2 separate regions of the Bos taurus genome follow, and region 2 is linked to region 1. The links are chromatin contacts, called in public Hi-C maps. All regions are on one chromosome and are shown on one strand. Each heading gives the region's core, a stretch centred on a gene start, on an enhancer-like site or on the middle of the called end of the contact. The rest is flanking DNA. Distances are from core to core; before and after follow the strand shown.

Region 1 (6,217 bases), core at 1,079-3,578:
TCCTTACACAAAAAGAGAACACCAGGCATCATCCACGTGCTTCATGAAGGAGCCCTGAGGGCTGAGGGCTGTGTCATCTAGCTCATTCTAAGACAGATGAGAACAATGTTAAGTTATGATCTTGGATGATGCTCCCAGCCACAAGAACTAGTAGAGTGAAGGTGGTGGCTGGGGCTGTTGGGATGTGGACTCATAAGAAAATCAGAGCCATATTATTCTAAGATTCAGAGGGGGGGAAGTCCTCAGGTATATAATTCATCTACTAATGATAAAAATCTTTCTTTGCCAATCTAACAAGCTCTACCTTTAATTTTTTTTTTAGGGTCTGCATGCCTAGCTTATAACATCTGTTAAATCCTTTACTTCTTTCACAGGATTTTCTCAGTTTGGCCTCTGAGCATCCTCCCAAACAGTAAACATGCAGATCAAGGTGCAGTCCTCACCCCACTTGAAGATAGCATTTCTACATCAATGGAGGGCTTTAGTAACAAAATACAAATAGAGGACATTAAACTATTAAGATGGGAGACTTTTCCCCTTATTTAGTTGAATACACAGCTATCCTCATATTTTAAAAAGGGGAATGCAGAACTTCTTAAAATAGATATAAAAAAAATTACTAGACAAAGTAAGGAAGAAGAGATGGTCTAGCTGATACACCAGAAGTTCTCTGATCAAAGTCTGCATTTATGATTCTAAGGCCCTACTTTCTCCATCAATTAAATTTTTCCAAACTGTAAATGTGCTGGGGCAGCAACAGGGCTCCTATGCAGGACAAGATACAAACCAAGAGACACGTGGACAAAAAGTAAGACAAAGACAAGTTTAAAATACAGCCACTTCAAAGCTCCATTTAAAAGTCCTAGCAAAGGAACCAATCACTGCAGGTAAATAGCAGCATTCACTTAAGAGATAAGACAAGCTATGTCTAGTAAGCTGAAAGCCATTTCTGAAGAGGTAAAAAGGGAGAGAAAAGGAAGGGACGATTGTCCAGCAGCTAAACATAACTCAGATCAAAAGGAAAGGACTTACACTTCAATATAAACCTAAGAAATTAGGGACACAGTCCTAGACCATTCAAAGGTAGAAAAAGAGAAGTTAAACTCAAACACACATGGTGACAATATAGCACAAAATAAGCATGTTCCTTTATGCACTTAATAGACAAAAAAAAAAAAACCAAATATCATAATAAGTAAAAAAGGGCAGGGGCTGAATTGATTTCCAAATCCACTAAATAAACCAAGTGTGGAATCTAGACATGGTCAGCACAGGGATCAGAAGCAAGATCAGGAATGGACAGGAGGGAGAGGGGACTGGCCACAAAAACGTTTTCTCAGCTAGAAGCTGGATGGCCTTTTTCAATGCTGCAAAACATATTTTCTTAAGAGGCAATTTTACCCCAAATGTAGTTTAGATTTTCTCTTCCCATTAGGCTGCAACTCCAAAAAGGTAGTTTAGAAGGTTTATTTAAACACTAAACAAGTGGGTGGAAGATTTCTCAATTACACGTCTAGCATTAAAACACAGGGTGAGGGAACTTGGAACTTAGCTGGAATCTTGAGTCAAACTATTATTAGTGTGAGTTACAACTGACCTCTAGATGTTACTGTATGAGGCAAGTAGACCTTGGCCCCAAGTATTTGTGGGGAGGAAAGCGGTGCCCTTAGGCCAGGAAAAAAACATCTTGAGAGGAGGGAGGCACAAAGTATAACAAAGATGTCAATCTGTCTAAACTTCTTCTAGGTTTCTTTTTTTATCAGTGAGCTCCACAGAGTTCAGGGAATAAATTTCCTAAAACTCAAAGTAAGTTCAAATTAAGTCGACAAAACGCAACAATTAAATTTCGCCTTGAGGATTTGGAAACACAGTGAGAGCAACCGCTTATAAATCAGCATTGCATGTCTCTAAAATGCAAACTGCATTCTCCCTTGGAAAAGGATGAATCATACGGCCTTACACAATCCTGGGCTCATCCCCCACCTTGTCAACGCGGCAAGTATTTGTTTACTGGCTATCAAGGCTCAAGGGGACAAGAGGACTTCAGAAGCTTTAATTGTAGTGGGGAAGAAGCAAATAGAGACAGGACTTGTACACATGGTTATAATTCAAGGCCAAAGTGTGGAAAGTGTCACAAGACTTACAAGGGGCTGGTGGAGAGAGATATGTGGGACAGGCATCAGCAAAGGCTTCTGGGAGGTGGCAGCAGCCTGAAGTGGTCTTTAAATTAAAGAAAATATTTCTGCAGGAACAGGTAGAGACAAGTTAGAGAGGAAGTTGCTCCAAGTAGGAGGAGAGCCATTCACGGAATACAAGGTTATCCCATTCAGCCAGAGCATGAGATGCAATGCATATGGGACATGAGGCTGGAAAAACAAGCTGAGGTGACTCTATCAGAGGGATTACATCAGGAGATTATATGCACCTTTTGCAGATTTCTGAGCAAGAAACAGATAAGATCAGATAAATATTTCATTACAGAAAACTCTTGCCACAATCTTGGTGAGGATTTTAAAAAATAATAAGACTGGGTAAAATGGAAAGCATCAAACCTAAAGTCTGAGTACAGATGTAAGAAATGGGATGATGCCTTCAACAAAAAGAAGTCAAGAGAAGTCAGAAGTGGGAGAGAGAGAAAAATGTCCAGGTTGGTTGGGAAAGCTACTGAGATCTTAGATCACGCTGACACCAGAACAAGTACAGAATAGTGGCAATGTCATGCTCTTTGATAAGAAACAATGAAAGGCCACAGGGCCTTTGCATATGCTGGTTTCTCTACCTAGAGGCTTCTGCCCTTCCCCTTCAAACTCTTCAAGAATTTTCCCTTAACCCTCCAAATGGGATCAGGCTTTCAGAGTTTCAGAAAACAATACTCCTCTATCACAGTTCTTGTTATTGTTGTTCAGTTGCTAAGTCATGTCTGACTCTTCGAGACCCCATGGACTATTGACTATAGCACAACAGGCTCCTCAGTCCTTCACTATCTCCCTGAGTTTGCTCAGATTCATGTCCAATGAGTTGGTGATGCTATCTAATCTTATCCTCTGCCACCCCCTTTTCCTTTTGCATTCCATCTTTCCCAGCATTAGAGTCTTTTCCAATGAGTCAGCCCTTAGCACCAGGTGGCCAAAGTACTGGAGCTTCAGCTTCAGCATCAGTCCTTCCAATGAATATTCAGGGTTGATTTCCTTAGGATAGACTGGTTTGATCTCCTTGCAGTCCAAATGACTCTCAAGAGTCCTCTCCAGCACCACAATCCAAAAGTATCAATTCTTTGGCACTCAGCTTTCTTTATGGTCCAACTCTCACATTCATACATGACTACTGGAAAAACTATAGTTTTGACTATGTGGACCTTTGTTGGCAAAGTGATGTCCCTGCTTTTTCAAATGCACTCTAGGTTTGTCATAGCTTTCCTTCCAAGGAGCAAGCATCTTTTAATTTCATGGCTGCGGTCACCATCCACAGTGATTTTGGAGCCCAAGAAAATAAAATCTGTAACTGTTTCCACTTTTTTCCCCTTCTATTTGTCATGAAGTAATGGGACTGGCTGCCCTGATCTTAGTTTTTTGAATGTTGAGTTTCAAGCCTCTTTTAACTTCAGCAAGAGGCAATTTAGTTCCTCTTCGCTTTCTGCCACTAGAGTGGTATCATCTGCATATCTGAGGTTGTTGATATTTCTCCCGGCAATCTTGATCCCAGCTTGTGATTCATCCTGCCCAACATTTCGCATGATGTACTCTGCATAGAAGTTAAATAAGCACGATGACAATATACAGCCTTGTTGTACTCCTTTCCCAATTTTGAACCAGCCAGTTCTTCCATGTAACTTTCTAACTGTTGCTATTTGACCTGCATACAGGTTTCTCAAGAGATAGGTAAAGCAGTCTGGTACTCCCATCCCTTTAAGAATTTTCCAGTTTGTTGTGATCCACACAGTCAAAGGATTTAGTGTACTCAATGAAGCAGAAGTAGATATTTTTCTGGAATTCCCTTGCTTTTTCTATGACCCAATGAATACTGGCAATTTGATCTATGGTTCCTCTGACTTTTTTAAACTCAGCTACTAGAAATGGAAGTTCTTGATTCAAGTACTGCTGAAGCCTAGCTTGAAGGATTTTGAGTATAACCTTGGTAGCATGAAATGAGCATAATTGTATGGTAGTTTGAATATTCTTTGGCACTGTCTTTCTTTGGGACTGGAATGAAAACTGACCTTTTCCAGTCCTGTGGTCACGGCTGAGTTTTCCAAATTTGCTGAGCAAATATTGAGTGCCGCACTTTCGCAGCATCATCTTTTAGGATTTTAAATAGCTCAGATGGAATTCCATCACTTTCACTAGCTTTGTTCATAGTAATGCTTCCTAAGGCCCACTTGACTTCACACTCCAGGGTATCTGGCTCTAGGTAAGTGACCACACCATTGTGGCTATTCAGGTCATTAAGACCTTTTTTGTGTAGTTTTTTTTCTGTGTATTCTTCCTACTTCTTCATAATCTCTTCTGCTTCTGTTCGATTCTTGCCATTCCTGTCCTTTACTGTGCCCATCTTTGCATGAAATGTTCCCTTTATATTTCCAATTTTCTTGAAGAGATCTCTAGCCTTTCCCATTCTATTGTTTTCCTCTATTTCTTTGCACTGTTCATTTAAGAAGCCTTTCTTATCTCTCCCTGCTACTCTCTGGAACTCTGCATTCAGTTGGTATATCTTTCCCTGTCTCCCCTGCCTTTCACATCTCTTCTTTTCTCAGCTATTTGTAAAGCCTCCTCAGACAACCACTTTGCCTTCTTGCATTTCTTTTTCTTTCGGATGATTTTGGTCACTGATTTCTGTACAATGTCATGAACCTCTGTCCATAGTTCTTTAGGCACTCCATCTACCAGATCTAATCCCTTGAAACTATTTGTCATCTCCACTGTATAATCATAAGGGATTTGACTTAGGTCATACCTGACTGGTATGGTATGGTCACAGCTACCTCAATTTAGTTACACATTTATTTTTGTGATTACTTGATTAAAACCATCTCCCCATCATCAGGCTGTGAGCTCCCAATAGGGTCCTCTAGCCTATTCAGCAAATTTGGATGACATCTGTAGAAGACAGGAAAGGAAGTGGAGTGACTGACAGATGGCCTAGGAACCTGAAATCATATCCCATAAATCAAGGCTGAAGCTACAGACACACTCAGCTGGAAGACACACGTGGTGGAGAGATGGTGGTCTCCAAAGATCTCAAGAGCTGTCTGTCTTGAGAAGGCTGGATTAGTGGAGCACTGTGTGGTCCCAGGGAGTGGATAAGAACAGGATTGACAGGTAAAAGCTCCAGGGAGACAGAGTTCAACTCAAGGGCTCAAAGAGTTTTCAAAGGGCCAGGGAAAATGAGCTGATATCACTAGAGAATCAGTCAGAGATGCTCAGACACTTGGTGAGGCCATTATAGGAAACTTGAACCACAGATGAGCATTCACACTAGAGGCACTTCTAAGGTCCCTCCAACCCTAAATGAACTCTCCCGGCTGTACCACACTTCTCAGACACTCATCCACCTGCCCGTGAATTGTCAAGCTGCTTCTCTGTGCTGGGAGCCTGCTGTCCCCTATACCTGCAACAGCCCACCCTCCCAGCCCCCTCTGCCCAGCTCTGCCCTATCCTCTTGCGTGAACTTCAGCTTTCTGCATATCTACCCTACCCCAAGGAAGCCGTTACCAACTCTGTCACTCTTTACCTGTCTGTCTATCACCATTGTTCTGCCTTCACAGCACTCAGCACTTGTCACAAACGTAACTCAAGTATTTACTGTTTCTTTAAGGTCCACCCAACATCAGTAGCCACCCCCAGAGATGGGATGACCAACACTGTCTTTCCTGGAGCCTGCTGGGTACCTAACACACAGTTCTCCATCAAACATCTACAAAGAGCTTCCATTTGCCCTTTCCAATTATTATTTCCATTGGAATTTCTCAGAGAAAGACACTGGAAAATTTTTACCACTTTGTTCACCCTCCCCTAGACATGGTGGCTTGTCACCATTACTCTTATGAGCCTCAGACGGCACTGCTCAGTGTGGTTGGCAAACATTCACTGCTGCCCCTGGTGAGGTGCCCACTCTCCCAGAGACTTTTACACAGCAACTCAAGTCAACTCACGACTGCTGTCTCTTGTAATAAAACCCTGGGACTGGTATTTTGTATCTTTTCCTCCTTACTCATCTTTAT
Region 2 (6,217 bases), core at 1,413-3,912, 73 kb after region 1:
GTAAAAACACAGACCAATTTGGAAAAGCCATAAACTATCTAGGTAAACACCCAAAAGCTTTGTCCTTGCATGAAATGGGGAAAAGGAATAAGAGGAACAGTGCAAGGTATCCACTTAGAAACTAAGCTTTTCCTTCTTCGTGCATACCTGCTCTGATGCCAAGACCAAAAGATCTGTCAAAACCTCTGATCTACTCAGAAGACTGATTTCTCCTCATGGTCATCTGTTCACTCCTACTTGCTTCACTGCATCAAAGTTTGCTTCCCTGGACTTAACCAAAATCTGGCCTTTGTATAACCTTCAGTCTCAGGCATAGGCTGTGTCACCTCTGCCAACTCAGTCTCTTGGTTTGAAAACTGTACCTGTAAAGTTACTTCTACAATTGTTGGTCCCTTTTAATACCTTTGTTTTTTAATTCCCTGCCAAAATATGTCATATAGCTTCTGCAATTAAAGTGGGCTGAAGTCCTCCCTTCCTGGTAAACATGGTGTGGGCAGGGATGTTTCAAGCTCTAGAGACTATTATCTTCAAGTAGACAAAAGGTCAATAGTCAGAAAGCCTCTGACAAAAATAAGAAAGTTCACACCCCAGCAGCTGTGTGCTTTCTCTGGGGCATGACAAAAACAAAACCTGTCATTACAGTTATTTCTTAGCTCTAATCAGCTAAGATTTCATAGAAACGGGAACAAACTAACATTTCTAGAAAATTTACTATGGACTGGGTGCTTTACAAATAGCTTTCTTTATAAATTTTCTGAAGCAGCTTTCATTAGATGAAGAGACTAAAGGTGAGATGACTACAAATGTGACTCCAATCTCGTGCCCTACCCAAACCAACCCAGAATGAAGCCAAAGCAGGTGAGCTATCCCCTAAACACATCCACAGCACCCCCACTAAGGATGGGCACAGCTAAAAGCATCTGCCCTCCCATAATGGACTTTGCCTCAAAGAACCCATTCTAATATGGCAAACAGCGATTTCAACACTGGCTTTGCCTCTCTGAACCTGCACTCCTGAGCTGGGGCATTGACTGAACCAAGCTCAGCCTGTTGCAAAATAAATACATGAAGTGCAAATATTGACAGTTCTCATGCAACTCCTAAATACACGAAAAAAGGCTCCTTGGAACAGGAGCAAACGGGCAAAGGGGAAACAATGGGAGGAGGAGGAGACAAGAGAAGAGGCGGCCCGGGAAGAGCAGGGGAAAGGGGTAACGTGAATGACAGGTCTTAACTGTGACTCCACGCGCCACCGCCTGGACGCAAGTACTAAGTACAGCTGCCGCCACCACCAGGATGGGCGACCCGGGGCACAGCGCTGCCCGGGCGACCACTCACCGGGCGCGGCGCGACACGCACCTGTGATACTGCGCCTGCAGGAACTGAAATTCCTCTTTAATCCGGTCCAGGGATTCCGGGATAGTGAACTTGAAGGGCTGGCCTGCAGCCTGGTGCGGCGTCTAAGGGCGACCAGCGAGGGGGACCGAGCGACGGGGATGCGGGCGGTTGGATAAAGCAGTCGGAGTATCAAAGAGTGGGTGGGACATAAACGAAAAATAAAGTTAGAAGTGGCACCAAACGGAGTCCCGAACTCCAATTAGCGCTTCACTTGGGGAGAGGGAAGGTGGACCTTCCCAGATCCGAAGGTCCTCAAATGACGCTCGCAGCCTCTTCCAGCCTCCAGGGCGGGACGCGGTAAGTGCGCCTGGGTCACCTGGTTGAAGGGACAAGGGTTCCCGGCGGCGGCCGTGGAGGACCTGGCCAGACTGTCGTCGACGACGCCGCCTCCTCCCTCAGGGGGCGATAATGACCCGGGGGACCAGAGGAGAAAACTCCCTGATGTTCCCCGTTCCCAGAGTCGCCGGGGCCACCTCCAGGCGCGCCGGAACCGGGGCCTCATTGATATGTAAATAGGCGAGACGAGAAACAAAGCGGGGGCGCACTACCCGCCTGGGGAAGGGAGAGGATACGGCCGCGGGAGAAACCCCAGTCTCCCCAAGCGCCCCGCCCGCCCAGTCTAGACGTCAAGTAGGAGGGAGCCTAGAGCAAAGGGGTTGAATTGAGAGTTTCAGCCCCCTTCCCACACAGGAGGAGAGGGCCCGGGACCTCCCAAGTCTTGTACCCTTGGAGGCCAGGGGGCTCGGTCAGATTGTAGCAGCCACCCATCTCCTCACCGCACAGAAAGAACAACTACCACTCCGCCACCTCCCTTCCCCCCACTCCGCCACCACCGCGCCTCACCGGGTGCCGGCTCTGCGGGAACATCGCTCTGGCGGCGGCCGCGGCTCTGTTCCCGGGCAACTCAATTCTCCGCTCAATTTCCAACTTTAATCCCGCCGAGGAAAATTAAGCCGGGAAGCCAGGCAGAAGCGGGCAGCGCGCTGGCCACGCACGCAGGCGCGCTCGGCGGGACGCACAGGCCACTCTGCTCCCGCCCGTGCGGACTCCCGCGCTCAGGGCCACATCACAGGGCACTCCGGGCCCGGCCGCACCAAGAACCTGCGGGACGCCGCTGGTGCTCGTGGGGAGAGCGCGGGGGCTGCGCTTCCACCCTAGGGCCTCGGCCGCCCGGGCTGAGAGATGACGAGCCCGGTGACTCGGTGCTCCCCTCGGCAATCCGCGTGCGCCGCAGCGGTCCCGGGCAACAAATCCAGAGGAGGACTGCTCTCCTTTGCTCTTCTCCCGGCCCGCCTCTTCTTCGGGTATTCCCCGAGGCGCCCGCCGGCGAGGTGCAGGTGGCGCGGCGCCCGCGGCTAACCCCACACAAACAAACCTGACTGTGTTCAGGGGTGACCCCCTCGGGCCCAGGTAGCGCTCACGACCGGGAGCTCGCAGGCTCCCGTGAGGCGGCGGGGTGCGAGGTCCCGGTGGCAGCGGAGGCTCCCCGCCCCGCGCTCCGCAGCTTTAACCCGAGACGAGGAGCGCGGGATGACGACAAGGCGGGGAAAGTGCGGAGGGCGCGCCGGGAGGCGGCTTGGCACGCCCAGTGCAGCCGGCTCTGGGTGTTCTCCGAGGTTGCACAAACCCTCCTGGGCCGACGGGTCTACTCCGCCGAGGGCAATCCCGCAGCCGCCCGCTGCTCCTCCAGACCTGGGCGCATCCAGGCGCCGCGGCCCGCGCGCACTCGTCCTGCACCGCCGGCCAGACCTCTCCGGACCCTTTCTCAGAGCCTCTCTGTTGATCCCCTTTCTTTCCTTCTCTTCGTCTGCCTCTCCTCAAAGGGCGCTCCAGCCCGCTCCAAAGTTCTCTCACGACCCGGAGAAAGACATCCAAGAGACGGTGAGGAAAAGCCCAAGAGTGCGCTCCGCCGCTCGGCCTCCCTCCCGGGCCGGCAAACTCCGCGGGCAAGTCCGGAGTAGTCGCGGAGGCGGTTAAGTTGCCGAGGGCAGGCGGAGGTCCCGGTTGGTGGCGCGGTTCCCGCCCGGTCCTGCGAAGGCGGGAGTGGCGCAGTCGGCTGCCTCGGGGACGCAGGACACAGGGTACCCGCCGCCGCCGCCGCCGCCGCCGCTCCTGCAGCCGCCGCTCCTGCAGCCGCCGCTCCAGCCGCTGCCGCCGCCCGCGCCTCTCGCGCCGGTTACATTAACACGCGGTTTCACACTCCGGAGCTAACCAGCGCCGGCCCCGCCCAGCACCGCGCGGGCGGGGGGCGCGAGCGCGGAGCCGGCAGGGGACGTGAGCCTGTCTGGTGGAGGGGGGTGGGGGGAAGGCCCTCGTCAGCCAATCGCTTACGGCGCGCCCAACGTGGGGTGCTGACGAGAAGCCTCCCCAGAGCCTATGGCAGCGCGGCACCGGACAGGCCGTCTCACCCGGTCCCCCTCTCCTCTCCCACCCCACTTGCTTCCATCTCCGCCGTCTCCCCCGTCTCCCCTCCCATCCACCCCCACCACTCCTCCGCCAGCCGCGTCCTCCCGGGCTCGGTGAGGAACTGTTCCTGGAGGAGCCGCGGGATGCCGAAACCAGCCAATGGGAAGCAGCGAGACGCGGAGATTGGCACGGTGGATGGGAAGGTCGGTAGGAAGGAGAGCGGCGGGGCCGGGCTGTCAATCAAAGTAACGTGGGGTCGGCGAGGGAGCGCGCGGGAGCGCGCGAGCAGGAGGGACACGCGAGCGTGCAGCCTCGGAAGCCGGGGGTTCGAGTTTGCAGAAATCCTGCCACTTGTTCACTTTTCCCTTTAATGAAAATCCTCAGATCTCAGTGAAAGTAACCCGGAGACTAACCGCGTAGTTTCTTAAGAGGGAGAGTGGGTGCTTTTTGGTAGTTCAAGCCAAAGGTGTCTTTCGGAGGCCCCTGTTCGATGCTACTCTAGAAAGTGAGGTCATATTCAAAATTTCTGAAAAAAAAAAAAAATTTCTGTGAGGATTGTTTTCCCTTGAGCTGTCTTTACGCGGATGCCCGAGGAGTGGACTGTGCACTTCATGGAAACTGCATAAATAGGCAACTCATTGGCTGCGTAGATACACTAGCGGCTTAGGACTAGGCTTCTAATGCCCACGCCCCCTTTTGCACTCAAGGTGGTGGGAATTGTTTTTTATTGGAGTATTTCAAACCACCTTGGAAAAAGATCGACCTGAGTTGGGGCGGGAAGGATACCCGAGGAGCTGTCAGGGTAAGGCTGGCGCGTCCCGATCAAGGATGAGATGTTTTGCCCGCCGCGCGAAATCTCGGGTCCTTCTGTTTTAAAGTCCCGATTTCGCTGTACTGGGTAGAAGAGGGCTACTGAGAGTTCCAGGGGCCTCTCAGGAACACGACCACGAGTCTGTTTCCAATTTCTAGAAACAAAGGGAGACAATGGGATAAACAGCATTGAGACCTGAAAAACCTGTCCTGCCCACCTCACCCCCATAGTTCGGGTGGTACCCCCCCCCCTACCTTAAGCTATGTAAGGAGCTAAATGGGAAGCTTTGTGGAAAAGACGTCGAAAAAAATTCTTATGAGCTGGAACTTGAAAAGGATTTTAAGATTTTAAATAAACGGAGCATACTGCGTAAATCTCCAGTTTTTGTCAGTTTTTCTAAAATACATCCCACAGAAAACCTTCAATATTGCTGCTTTTATACGTTAAAGAGCAGTTCAGTTGAGCTATTTCCACATGATTGGTAAGTGAATAATGCTGTTTTAGCCAAATAGGGGTGAATTCTTCCATGAGAAAGACACATCTTTGACAAGCATTCATCTAATGTTGGAATATACTTCAGTTTTTGGTGTTAATGGCCCCCATGTTCCCATTATTTTACTTTCAAGAGAATTATGGAAAGGCATTTATTTAAACAGAAATACAATTTATTCGAAGATTTGCTTTTACAGAGATCTTTTCCTTGAAATATTAAAAGAATCATTTTAGATAATACGTTTCACTGGTGGAGTTCTTAAATATGTATGATATTGATTTGTCTATAATTGGATCAATCCCAAATATCAATTATAAATGAAAAATTGAAGGAGCGATTTTAGCCAGTCTGTACAACGCCATAGTAATTCTCAAACAAATTCAGAATTGTGGCTCATTAAGTGGGGTTAAAGGAGTGGGTTCTATTATTCATTTCTGCTGACATTGGAAATGAATAGCAAGGAAGCACTGCCCCTTTTCTTGGTTATATTTAGTGATGAGAGTAGTCTTGCTCCACATACAGGAGTTTTTGAATCATACAACCATGGGTTGGCAACCTGTTAGTTGTTCAGTCCCTCAGTCGTGTCTGAGTCTTGCAACCCTATGAACTGCAGCACACCAGGTTTCCCTGTCCTTCACTGTCTCCCAGAGTTTGCTTAAATTCATGTCCATTGAGTCTTTCTTTCTGGAGCTGTTTCTCCACTCTTCCCCAGTAACATACTGGACACCTACTGACCTGGGGGGCTCATCTTCCAGTGTCATATCTTTTTGCTTTTTCATACTGTTTGTGGGATTCTTGAGGCAAACATACTGAAGTAGTTTGCCATTCCCTTCTCCAGTGGACTACATTTTGTCAGAACTCTCCACCATGACCTGTCTTTCTTGCGTGGCCCTGCGCGGCTTGGTTCATAGCTTCCTTGAGTTGGGATTGGCAACCTATGTGCCTTGAAATCACATAGTATTGGGTCACCTATACCAGTCTATGGTTGCTTCATCCCGTAATCAGCTCCAGGGTTGTGTAGAAAGTTCTTGGATTCCACAAATATGCCTCTGCATGCGGGGACAACTAGGGCAACCAAGACTTCATGGCTTTACCCAAACTTTACTTTG

Evidence for each region. A called contact is a pair of places that touch in the nucleus more often than the background predicts.
Region 2: a Hi-C map of skeletal muscle shows a contact between it and region 1, with 2.8 times the contacts expected there. The contact joins the promoter of TLE1 here to the enhancer-like site in region 1. A contact is called at or near these places in 2 of 11 Hi-C or Micro-C datasets (liver and skeletal muscle).

Annotation. Positions count from the first base shown.
Region 1 is chr8:57,550,198-57,556,414 of ARS-UCD2.0, forward strand. No RefSeq gene overlaps it. Among named protein-coding and RNA genes, the nearest start is that of TLE1, 72 kb to the right of the region's middle. Within about 2 kb of position 2,329, at least 8 of the 102 cell types and tissues checked have an H3K27ac peak or open chromatin away from gene starts, as enhancers often do. A contact at or near this core is called in skeletal muscle, where this site is marked.
Region 2 is chr8:57,622,829-57,629,045 of ARS-UCD2.0, forward strand. It overlaps TLE1 (transducin-like enhancer of split 1 (E(sp1) homolog, Drosophila)), which reads right to left and starts at 2,663. Exons shown (of 7, transcript NM_001098020.2): 1 at 2,242-2,663; 2 at 1,360-1,460. The coding sequence starts at 2,265. It overlaps LOC107132697 (translation initiation factor IF-2), which reads left to right and starts at 2,581. Exons shown (of 5, transcript XM_059889321.1): 1 at 2,581-2,729; 2 at 2,813-3,242; 3 at 3,360-4,007. The coding sequence starts at 2,581.